2 separate regions of the Gasterosteus aculeatus genome follow, and region 2 is linked to region 1. The links are chromatin contacts, called in public Hi-C maps. All regions are on one chromosome and are shown on one strand. The core of a region is the stretch at or near the end of the contact, and the rest is flanking DNA. Distances in the headings are between cores, read along the strand shown.

What was found. A called contact is a pair of places that touch in the nucleus more often than the background predicts.
Region 2: a contact with region 1 is called in a Hi-C map of skeletal muscle, with 4 times the contacts expected there. The contact joins the promoter of usp54a here to the promoter of hhat in region 1. A contact is called at or near these places in 2 of 6 Hi-C or Micro-C datasets (both in skeletal muscle).

Annotation. Positions count from the first base shown.
Region 1 is chr6:16,693,395-16,698,605 of fGasAcu3.hap1.1, reverse strand. It overlaps hhat (hedgehog acyltransferase), which reads right to left and starts at 2,734. Exons shown (of 12, transcript XM_040177922.2): 1 at 2,300-2,734; 2 at 1,488-1,639; 3 at 1,332-1,396; 4 at 1,009-1,122; 5 at 721-915. The coding sequence starts at 1,611. It overlaps myoz1a (myozenin 1a), which reads right to left. Exons shown (of 7, transcript XM_078104771.1): 3 at 5,182-5,211; 4 at 4,669-4,856; 5 at 4,020-4,293; 6 at 3,749-3,911; 7 at 2,887-3,663. The coding sequence ends at 3,432.
Region 2 is chr6:16,829,990-16,835,200 of fGasAcu3.hap1.1, reverse strand. usp54a (ubiquitin specific peptidase 54a) reads left to right here and starts at 3,232. Exons shown (of 23, transcript XM_040177948.2): 1 at 3,232-3,342. It overlaps prorsd1 (prolyl-tRNA synthetase domain containing 1), which reads left to right and starts at 290. Exons shown (of 4, transcript XM_040177958.2): 1 at 290-560; 2 at 1,329-1,454; 3 at 1,610-1,699; 4 at 1,826-2,607. The coding sequence starts at 480. The coding sequence ends at 2,038.

The DNA of each region.
Region 1 (5,211 bases), core at 1,485-3,984:
CATTCCTGGGGAAAACCTTTTATAATAATAGTTACAATCAAACATTGCTACAGTGTAGGTTCTTTTTTTTTTTAATCACTCTTTCTTTATATTTAATATAGAGCATTAACAGCTTATTTTGACAATCAGTCATAAAAATGTGTCAATTCATTACATGTGCAATCTATTTCTATTCTACTTATCAAAGTCAGATTTCCAACAATTGTAGCTGAAGCTTACTTACACACTTAATCATTTCGCTTTAAAGAAAATACAGTTTATTGAAACATCTCACTCTTTTTGTAATTCTCTCATTTTCACCGCATTAAATTCTGTAGAACTCAGGAGATACTGGAAATAACATGCTTGGTATGTAAATGCCTCAATAAAATGAACCCAACTTCTATCTGTGGTAGCGACATAAAATAATGCAGCTGAGTGGTTGTTGGTATTGTGTGCCCCCTTGTGTTCTTTACAAATATAGCTTTAAGTGATAATCAAATAGTAAGTGAAAAAATAACGCAATATGGTCAAAAAATGTTAAATTCATACATAGATATTTTATGCAAATAGATATATAGTGGCGATGCAGTCACTTTTCCCCCCTGAATCTATAACATTTTGCCTGCTGATAATGTATTTTACTTCCTATAAAACATATTTTAGTTCTGTGCTTTTAATGCAAGGTAAAAGCCCCCAAACTAAAACAGGAACCAGTATAACGCGGGTGATCTGACCCACCTGGATCTCTTGAAGCGGCCGGATGTGAAGTGTGGAGAGCAGCAGCAGGTTGGTGGCCCATGACAGCGCTGACTTTTGCAGTAGGGCCACTGAGAAGGACAAGCCCAGATGTACCAGCAGCACGCTCACACCTCTGATCCCCAGCACACTGCTGGCAGCCAAGAAGCCATAAATCGTGAGTGCTGGCACCCTCAACTGTGACAGGTACCAAAAACACAACTTGGATCAAAACTCCTCCCACCTGGTAGCAATGTTTCACTCAACCGTACTGTAGCAGCGGCTTCCTACCTTTGGGTAAAAGATGCTGGTCAATCTAGAAATCACGCCATGACCAGCAAGGGTCCACAGCAAAGACTTCTTAGCCCATTCTGTCCAGAAAGTCCACTCAAAGTCTGATGGATCCTGAAAAAAGACAACTAACTTCAACCATGGGGCCTTAAAAATCGCACCTGAAGCCTGTTGAAAGGGCTCTTTGAATGGTCAAAATGGGATGAAGAGCCTCATTTTTATTTTTCAAAACATTTGAAAACTGTAAAGCTTGTTCAAGTCTCTAATAAAGCTTCAATTTGGACCAGATTGGTTTTAATCAGTAGTATCAACATTGAACTTACCCTTTTAAAACCCTTTACAAGGCCTTTTTCCAACTGGAATTCTCTCTCTAAGCCTGCTTCATGCCCTGAGGTAAGAAACGGGAAACAACAGCTTCATTTTTTCTTGACCCTTTCTTCTCGATACACTTAACGACGGAACTAGATATCAATCTTTACCTTTGGAGAATATGTGTAGTTGGTAGAAAGAGTACAGGTGCGCGCCAAAGGACAGCACCCAATATGCGAGCATCTCTGCCCATGGCAGGGGGGCCAACTGGCCCTTTGATTTGGTGGATGCCATCTGGCAAAGTCCCTGTGCTATAGGACACCTGAAAAGAAGCAAAAAACAAAAGCAGCCCTGTGAGTGGCAATTTGTTACAGAACTGATCTTCAGATTAAATCAGATTTAATCCAAATATAACCGATGGAGTGACACAGAAAATACTTTTGTCTGCTTTCCTAAAATGTAATTATAGGAAAATAACCACAAGAACTCGTTTAATAAATTAAACTAAATATGAATGTATCGTATATTGCAGTTGTTGCTGTTAGCACCATTTGCTGTTGACGTAAGGTAACGTCAGCTAATGTCTGCCTGCGTTTACCGTACGACTGGAACGACGTCACAGTGAGGTTGGCGAGGAGCCTTCACTGCTGTTGCTAGGCAACACTGAGCCCGGAGTTCCGGAAGTTCCGACGGGCGCTGCAAAAGTAACGTTAAGCGTCGATCGATGGCTACCGTACGCGGTGACCAAACTAGCTACGTCAGCTATTATCGTTAAGCTTCTTACAATTTGTTTCATCATTTGATATTAAGACAAAAACACTAGCGCCAAAACGGTGTGTTCGAGTTGATTTTATTATTTGTTTATTAATTCACACGTTGTTGGTTCATCTGAAAACTTTCGCAGCCATCCTGATCAAATGGCAGTTAGCTAACGTTTGCTAAGCTAACGTTAGTTAATCGTTCGAAAGAGTCGCAGTTTTACCGAATAACGCAGTGTGGGTGTCCTCGGCGATGCGGTAACTTGTAGACTGCACTGAACGACAGCGCTTGGGACGCTTACTAACGTTCATGTCGTTAGTAAAGCGTCCAACATTAAAAGGTATTGAATTCTTCTTCTTCTTTCTTATTTCTTTGGTGAGAACTGGCCGACAACTTTCTGGAGCGTCACTGCCCCCAGCGGCGCGGGAGCGTCTCTTCATGTCAGGCAGGGAATACCATATATATATATATATATATATATATATATATATATATATATATATATATATATACATACACACACACACACAACATTCTACTAGGAAATTTGCTGAAAAATATGAATGTATGGCTGCTACTTGTAATGGAGTATTTCCATATGGTTGATATGACAAATCATAATAGTTTAGTAGATTAAAAAATGTATGCATAATTTCTTTAAAGGAAAATATATGTAATATAACTTCATACCCCGATATAATAAAAGAGCTGGCTAATAGCTCGACACTTCCGACATGTTCAAACCTCATAAAACATTCATTAATTTGAACAACGGGAATGAAAATGGTAAGGATATTCACACACCCAAAGTGATTTCCCTTGACAGTTTAATCACTTAACAAGATGACTGTTACAGTTTGAAACGGCCTATAGTTTAGAAACTGTGTTTTCACAGTAAGTTAATGGATTAGTAGCTGATGCTTTGCATGCATAATGAATCAGACAGGTTTGTGTTGTAAAAACAGAATATTAACAGCAAAAATGCACTAGGAAACGGTTTGACATCAAGACATTGTCAAAGCTATAACATTGCATAAATCTATCCATCATACTTGATTCATTCTTTCCTCATTGACCAAATCTGTGACTTCCGTGTTTGGACTTAACTCTTGAACCAAACGTTTGAAGTTTTCATCCCATCATCGGCATCTACTGCTTGTTTCCCAGCACAACAACCGCAAACAGAGCAACACAAGAACATGTCCACCTCTCCTCCACGCTTTCAGTTATCCAGAAATTCAAATTCACCAGCCCAACAGTTAACTCTAAGCTCATCTACCGCATCTGTGTGTATGCACACGTTAATGTATGCATGCGTGTGCACAGTGTGTGTGATGAAATTCTGGCTATTTTCTTCACAGCTCGTCAGTCTCTCCATCATAAGCCACAGCTTCTGTTTCCATGTTGATGGTGCCGGGCTCGCCGCTGCACACCCAGCCGATGGGAGTGCGGTTAAAGGAAGGCCGGCAGCCGATGTCCGGTTGGTACACCACCGCTGGTTCAGGCTCCTCTTTGGCCTCACTCTTTGGCACCTGGAATTTCATGAACTGGTTGGCCTTGTCGAAGCCACCATAGGGCATGGCAGACCTAGCAAGACAGGGGGAGAGGATTACTGAAGCCAGCGTGTGTTACGAAGCACCTCTGGTGTGACGCCGGGCCTCGAGGGAAGTACCTGTTGAAACATTTGTACTTTAGCGCATCGTTTTTGTTGAAATCTGGCATTCCTCCTTTCATGGTGGCGATGAGGGTTTCATCGCCCTTCATGGCCTTCTCCCAGGGCGACTTGTATGTCTTCATAAGAAGCAGCTTCCCAGAGGCATCGTCACTTCCACCTCCTATGCAGAGAGCATTCACGGCTGGAGAATTAAACCTCAGCAGTGCTTTAAAATGAATGGAAAGGAAAATAGGATCTTCTGACAACAGGAGAAAGAGACGCTACCAACCTTTCAGTGGGGTCCACTCACTAGCTCCTTCTCCCTGTTCGCCTTTCCCAAGGTCGCCCCCACCCAGTCCCCCTGCACCTCCTGCATCCCCTGCACCTCCTGCTCCTGCACCTTTGCTTCCAGGCTTCGGAGGAGGCACGGGGGGCCCTCTTCCGGCCCCCGGCCCTCCGAAATGCTGCAGTCCAACCTGTTTGCTAATGAAATGGCCACCAACATTTATCATGTCACCCCCCATCTGAGCTCCCAGAGAGGGGACAAACTTCTGGAGGTTGTCCTGAAAGAAACATCATCAATATAATCAAATTAGAATTTAAAATGAGTTTACTTAAAAAAAATCTCCAAATTACATGTGCTTGTCCATCTTGACACATTTCCCAAGTGTCACCCAAGCATTTTGTTTCACGTTTGCATATTTTGACTGGTTCTGTATATTTGGGATTATTTTGGCATACAGTTGCATGAAAGATATGACAGATGTTGACAGTTTATTTCTACTCATGTTTCACACTTCAAAGTAAATGTACAGCTGCTTTAGGACGTTATAATGTGAATAAAAAAAAAATATATATATATATATATATTAAAACAGATTAAGGACTGTGATAGGATGGAGTTCCTTTGGGAATATCTGAATGAACTGCGCTCTCACCATAGTCTCACTGCTGAAGATGTCGGGGTTGTTCTCGTAGATGAACCTCTCCACTCTCTTCTGCCTCATCCTGAACATCTTGGAGCCTTTGTTCTTCATCAGGGAAAGCTCCTCCAGCATGATGTCTTTGGGAGTCCTGATCTTTGTTCCCAGGTCAAACTCCGAAGCCTCTGGCTCCGACTCATACTCTAGTTAAGGAACGCACCAACAAATGTCTTCATGTGGAAACTAAATGTTACTTATTAGTCCAGCGGTCTGTGGTGAGATAACAGATGTTTATGTGCTTCATTACTTTGTTTTCACACCTTACATTTAGTGGTAAATGTGCACCCTGCAAAATACATCAATTATTTCAACTAAAGTCGACACATGTACATTTTGTACTGAAGGCATAACTCCATATTTCCTGTACGATTAGTTTCCATCTCCCTTATCTATCCCCAATCATACATCTATTGATATGTTTGGTGTGTATGTGAATTTAGTTTCACACTGGTGGACCTTCAGCCTCACCATCCTGAGCGATATGTGATAGATCGGTTA
Region 2 (5,211 bases), core at 1,983-4,482, 140 kb before region 1:
GGTACACGGGATGAGGACAAATGAAATGACAAACATGAATAAATCACTGTGGAAACATGATGACGGTTTAAAAAAGATGACTCCAGGGATCAGTGAGTGAGTAAGAAAATGATGCAAAATCCAACATGCAAGGCCTCTATAAGTGAAAGCAGACGGTTTAATAGCACCAGGACCGGTTTTCATCAGAACACCTCACTGCAATGTTCAAAAAGTCAGCAATCACTTCTTACATGAAAGCCTCGCTGTTGAGCTTCTTGCGTGTATTTCTTTGGAACTCGGAGGAGCAAACAGAAGAGGTCCAGAAGAGGGCAGCAGCGACATCAGCTGCTGTGAATCACAGCCGCGAAGAAGAGTTCTTCTTCTTCTCTTCTCCACTGTGCAGCTGTTGGTTTCTGTCCACCGCAGAGACTCCGAGCACCAGTCCTCGGCAGATTTCTCTTCGTTCATTTAAAGAGAGAAACCTTGTTTTTTAGTCGGCGATGGCTGAAGGGCTGCGGTCGGAGCTGGATGAATTCCTGCAGGGTTTAAACATCCAGACGACGTGTGTGGATCACCCGCCGGTAAAAAACCTGCAAACTGCTCCGCTTCACTGCGACGTTAACAAAAAATAAAAAGATTCTTCTAAAGTCAGAAACTTTAGAACACATTTAAAAGCGACATTCGTCATTGAAGCGGCAGGTGTATACGATGCTGAAAGACTACTGAATCATGTTGTTACACATTTCAACGTGTTCGTATCTTCGCCTTCTCTGAAACCACCCGGATGCTTATTTTGAGACACTGCATTAATGATCGAGTGTTCGCACTAATTGTCTAATGCACTGATGCACTGATGCATTGATGCATTGTAATTACGGTGGTGTACTTTCAGCGTCGGGACACGTGGACGTGAACTTGTTATCTGAAGTAACGTTAAAGTTGCATTTCCACTATGCTTTTATGCCGGATTATTCATGGGATCAATCGAACATGAAATCTGGCAAAGACGTTCCTTCAATCATGTTCTTGTTAGAAATAATTAAGGTAACCTAGAAAGCAATAGTTTTTGGAAGGAGTCTGGGACGACATTCTCTCCAAATGGAAAACGTCACAAGTCAGATTTTATTCTGAAATACAAAGATTATACATTCACAAACTACCACACATTTTTAGTGTATTCATACGCCTTATGCGAAATATACATTTTAACGTTTTGAGAAACAGGAAATCATTTTCAGATCCATGTTTAGGGATTTTGTAACACGTTTCGGCTGCAATAACTCAAAGTGACCTGCAGGGGGCGCGATATGATCACTTATTATATAGATATTAAACCTTTTGATCTGCAGGTGTTCACCGTCGAGGAGATGATGCCTCACCTGCAGGACGTGAGCGGAGCCGTAACCAAGAACCTCTTCCTGAAGGACAAGAAGAAGAAGGGCCTGTGGCTGGTGTCGGCTCGGCACGACCGCCAGGTCAGCTCACGCCTCTACGTTCCCCCTCTCACACACACACACACACACACACACACACACACACCTGACCTGACCTGACCTGACCTGCGAGCGTGCGTGCGTGCGTGTGTTTCTCTGCTTTGTCCTGAGTGCATCCTCCCATAATCCCCTTGCAGGTGAACCTCAACAACCTCGCCAAGAAGCTGGGTGTCGGCAGCGGCAACCTGCGCTTCGCAGAGGAGGCGGCCATGTTGGAGAAACTCAAGGTGAGAGGCGGGTTTAAAAAACGCTCACTTCACGGAAACGTCAACAGCGAATCTGGTGGCTCTGGAGTCAAACCAGACGGAAGCGGTACGGTCTGAGTTCTACTTTCTCTGTCGGTCTCCCCCCAGGTGGGTCAGGGCTGTGCGACCGCTCTCGCTCTGCTCTTCGACAAGGACCACAGTGTGAGGTGCGTCCTGGACCGGGACCTGGTGGAGGGAGGCCACGAGCGGGTCTACTTCCACCCCATGACCAACGCCGCCACCATGGGGCTGCGCCCGGACGACCTGCTGCGCTTCCTCAAGGAGACGGGCCACGAACCCGTCCTGGAGAGCTTCGAGTAGGACTAAAGCCCGAGCAGCCTGCAGCGGTTAAACTGGGACCTGGAAATAAGCCAGATATGAGTTCTGCTTCAAAGATTCTTTTAGAAGGATTGCAAATGATGGAACCGGGGCCGTCTGCGGATTTGTTCTACACATTACACGCTGTTGTGGCCAAAATAATTAATTCAGATTCATCACAAATATGTCTCTTTATTGGCAAGTTATCATTACTATATATGGAATTATTTAAAAGGCGTTGGAACATTTTAAATTGTCAATTTTTTTTAATATATCACAGTTATCGGGAAAGCTGCTACGCGAGTAGATCAAGTGAAACGTAAAAAGTCTTCAGAGGGAACAAGTAGGAAGCTTGTGATGTTCATTTAGTTTCTAATGAATTGAAATACTGAAGCTCGTGAACCCAACGGGGACATTTTGGACGTCTCTGATCCATTTAGAGACCACCGGTTGAAGACAAAGACGTTGACTGTTGGTTTGTTGACAGACGTCTGTGACTTTGTGAAGCTGTTTGTTGGAGGATCAGACTTTGTGGTTTTCCATGTTTAAGCTCAGTAAAGAAATATGCTGTTGATTGTTTCAACCTCACTTTTTCCTCAATTCTAATTCCTTTTAAGAAATTTAACTTAAATTATTTAATTTTGACAAAATAGACGTTTGATCAAGTTGATTGCCGTTGTAGTTAAGAGCAGGCACTTTTATTAATAATGTGTGTTACTCCAGTTGATGTCCCACATTGAGGCTGTGAGGGACACTTTAGCACCATGTATAAGTCACTACCTTTATGAGCTGTGACTAATGGCTCTACTAATTGTTAAAAAATCATTGAACCATTTATAAATCATGAGCCACTGTGTTAACAGTAAGCCAAAGTCCACAGCTTGTACTCTTTATTCATAACCAAATACAATTAATGTCTAATTGTCCAATATCTGATTTTTCCTTTTTATATTACTTAGTTAAACAGTAGCAGTGCTCAAAAGTTAGGGATTGATGTGACTAGAAAGCTCAATAACCTACTTTTTATTGAACTTTTTGAAATGTATTTTTATTTAGCATTTAACTAATTTTAAATATGTATTATAATATATATATATATATATATATTTAACATAATTGTGTTCTTTATCAATTACTTAAGTCTCTCTATCTATCTATATATAGAGACACTGCACCCCTTTGGACTGCAGGAATGTCGTCATTCTAGTGCTTTCATTTTGAAAGGACGACCGGACGTGGTCGGTGTTTGCTGACGTCACCTTGGTGGCTCCTCCAGGCTTCACTCATCCGTCCCTCAGAGTCTGAAGGTAAGCAGCTGGCTACTGGGGGGGCAGTGACGCAGGTTTAATGTTCATCGGACTGTTCGCTCTTTAACCGGCACCTGCTGCGCAGTGTCTTTATACGCGCGTGTGCGCGCGTTACTATCCGCGTGCACATTGACGCTACGCGTGCACAGCACATGCATCGGTCTTTCTGCTGCTGTGAAACAGATGCTACTCGTGTTTAAAGCTGCAGGAGGAGAAGCTTCTATGTACGCGTGCGTGCGTGTGTGAGTGTTGCGCGTGTTCGTACGTGTGCGTGGGCCTCGTGTTTCTGCAGGATTCTTCTGTTTTCTGTTGTTTCTCTTCACTGATTCTCTGCACGAAAAATATTTATATTGTAAAAGTTTCTGAATTATTATATATTTTATATATTTATACATTTAGAAAGGTGACCAGGAATTAAAATCAAGGGTTAAACTAAAGTTAAGTAACTAAAACAAGCCACATTTTATAATAGTTAATAATACAACTATTATTGTGTGGGCATGCATGTTTGGATTTATTTGACATCACCACACTCTCTAACTACTCAGATGATGTCATCGTTATGTCACAGCTCTATCATAAAAACATTAAACCTGCTCACAGACTGAAGGTGGGGGGGGGGTCCAGCCAAGCTTTAATGAAACAGACAATTCAGTTGCAAAATGGGAATTTTGCACAAATTTAGAGCATTCTTCTTTTCAATAATGACATCCTGGAGGACAGTTAAGAGGAGACAAATTGATGTAAAGTTGTGAATTTCAGCGGTTTATAGAATAAAAGTAAGTCATACAACTCAAAGTCTTTCTCTCTCTCTCAGTCTGCATTCCTAATGAGAGCGGCTATTGTTGCATTGTTGTGTAAAATTAGCAAATGAATAAAACCTTACATGCTGACACTCAGTTCCCACGCCGAGTGTTTGTGTGTGTGTGTGTGTGCGGCTGCCCCCCCACCCCCCCTATCTCTTTAAAAAGAGATTAGTTGTGAAAAGTCTTATTATATTTTATACTTATTCTTAGAATGAGTTGGTAAATCAAGAAATGATTAGGCCCATAAGCAGTAGTTCCTTTTTAATCTAAGGGGGTGTAACGTTATCAAGATAATTAACTTAAAGTAAACAAAAAAAGATGCAACCAAAACGGGTGCTTTCCCCGTTACATTACATCATGAATTTAGATTTAGATTATTTTTGTCATTGCAGTAACATATGATCTGCATTTTGATGTTGCAGGTGACTGCACAGGAGCTTTTTATAAAGAAACAATGGATTTGTTGGTTAACTTTTTACACAGTTGTATGTACAGGTGCCTGATAGAAGTAGAAGTACAGAGTTCTGTAACACTCAAGTAAAGTACGGGTACATCAACGTTGTATTACGTACTCTCTCATCTCAATGGCCTCTCGCCTATTGCAGTCTGTCGGCCGTGGGCCTAAGCTGGAGATCTATCGCCGTGGCGACAGAGAGCAGGCTGGTCGCCATGGGAGACGAGACGGAAATAAGTGTGTGTCATTATTTGTGTTAGTGTGTGTGTGTGTGTGTGTGTGTGTGTGTGTGTGTATTTTCTTCTCCCACATATGATTACAGTGATACAGAACCCGACGGGCTGCTTCCACACCCGTGTAACTGAGACTTTGAGTGTGTATCTTTTTTTAGGGACACGATGTGGTGCACACACCGATAAGAAAAGCAGCCGACTTCAATTTACATGAGGCTGATAATACTTCTGTGTTTCAAGTAAGAAGGAGTTAGTCATTTTTGAACTGAGGTCTGAGTGCATTCTCAACATTTACAAAGAAGACGCTATAGCAGCTGGATATGTATAACATGTGAGGAGCTGGTATTTGGATCGTTTCATAACTTTTGTACATTTT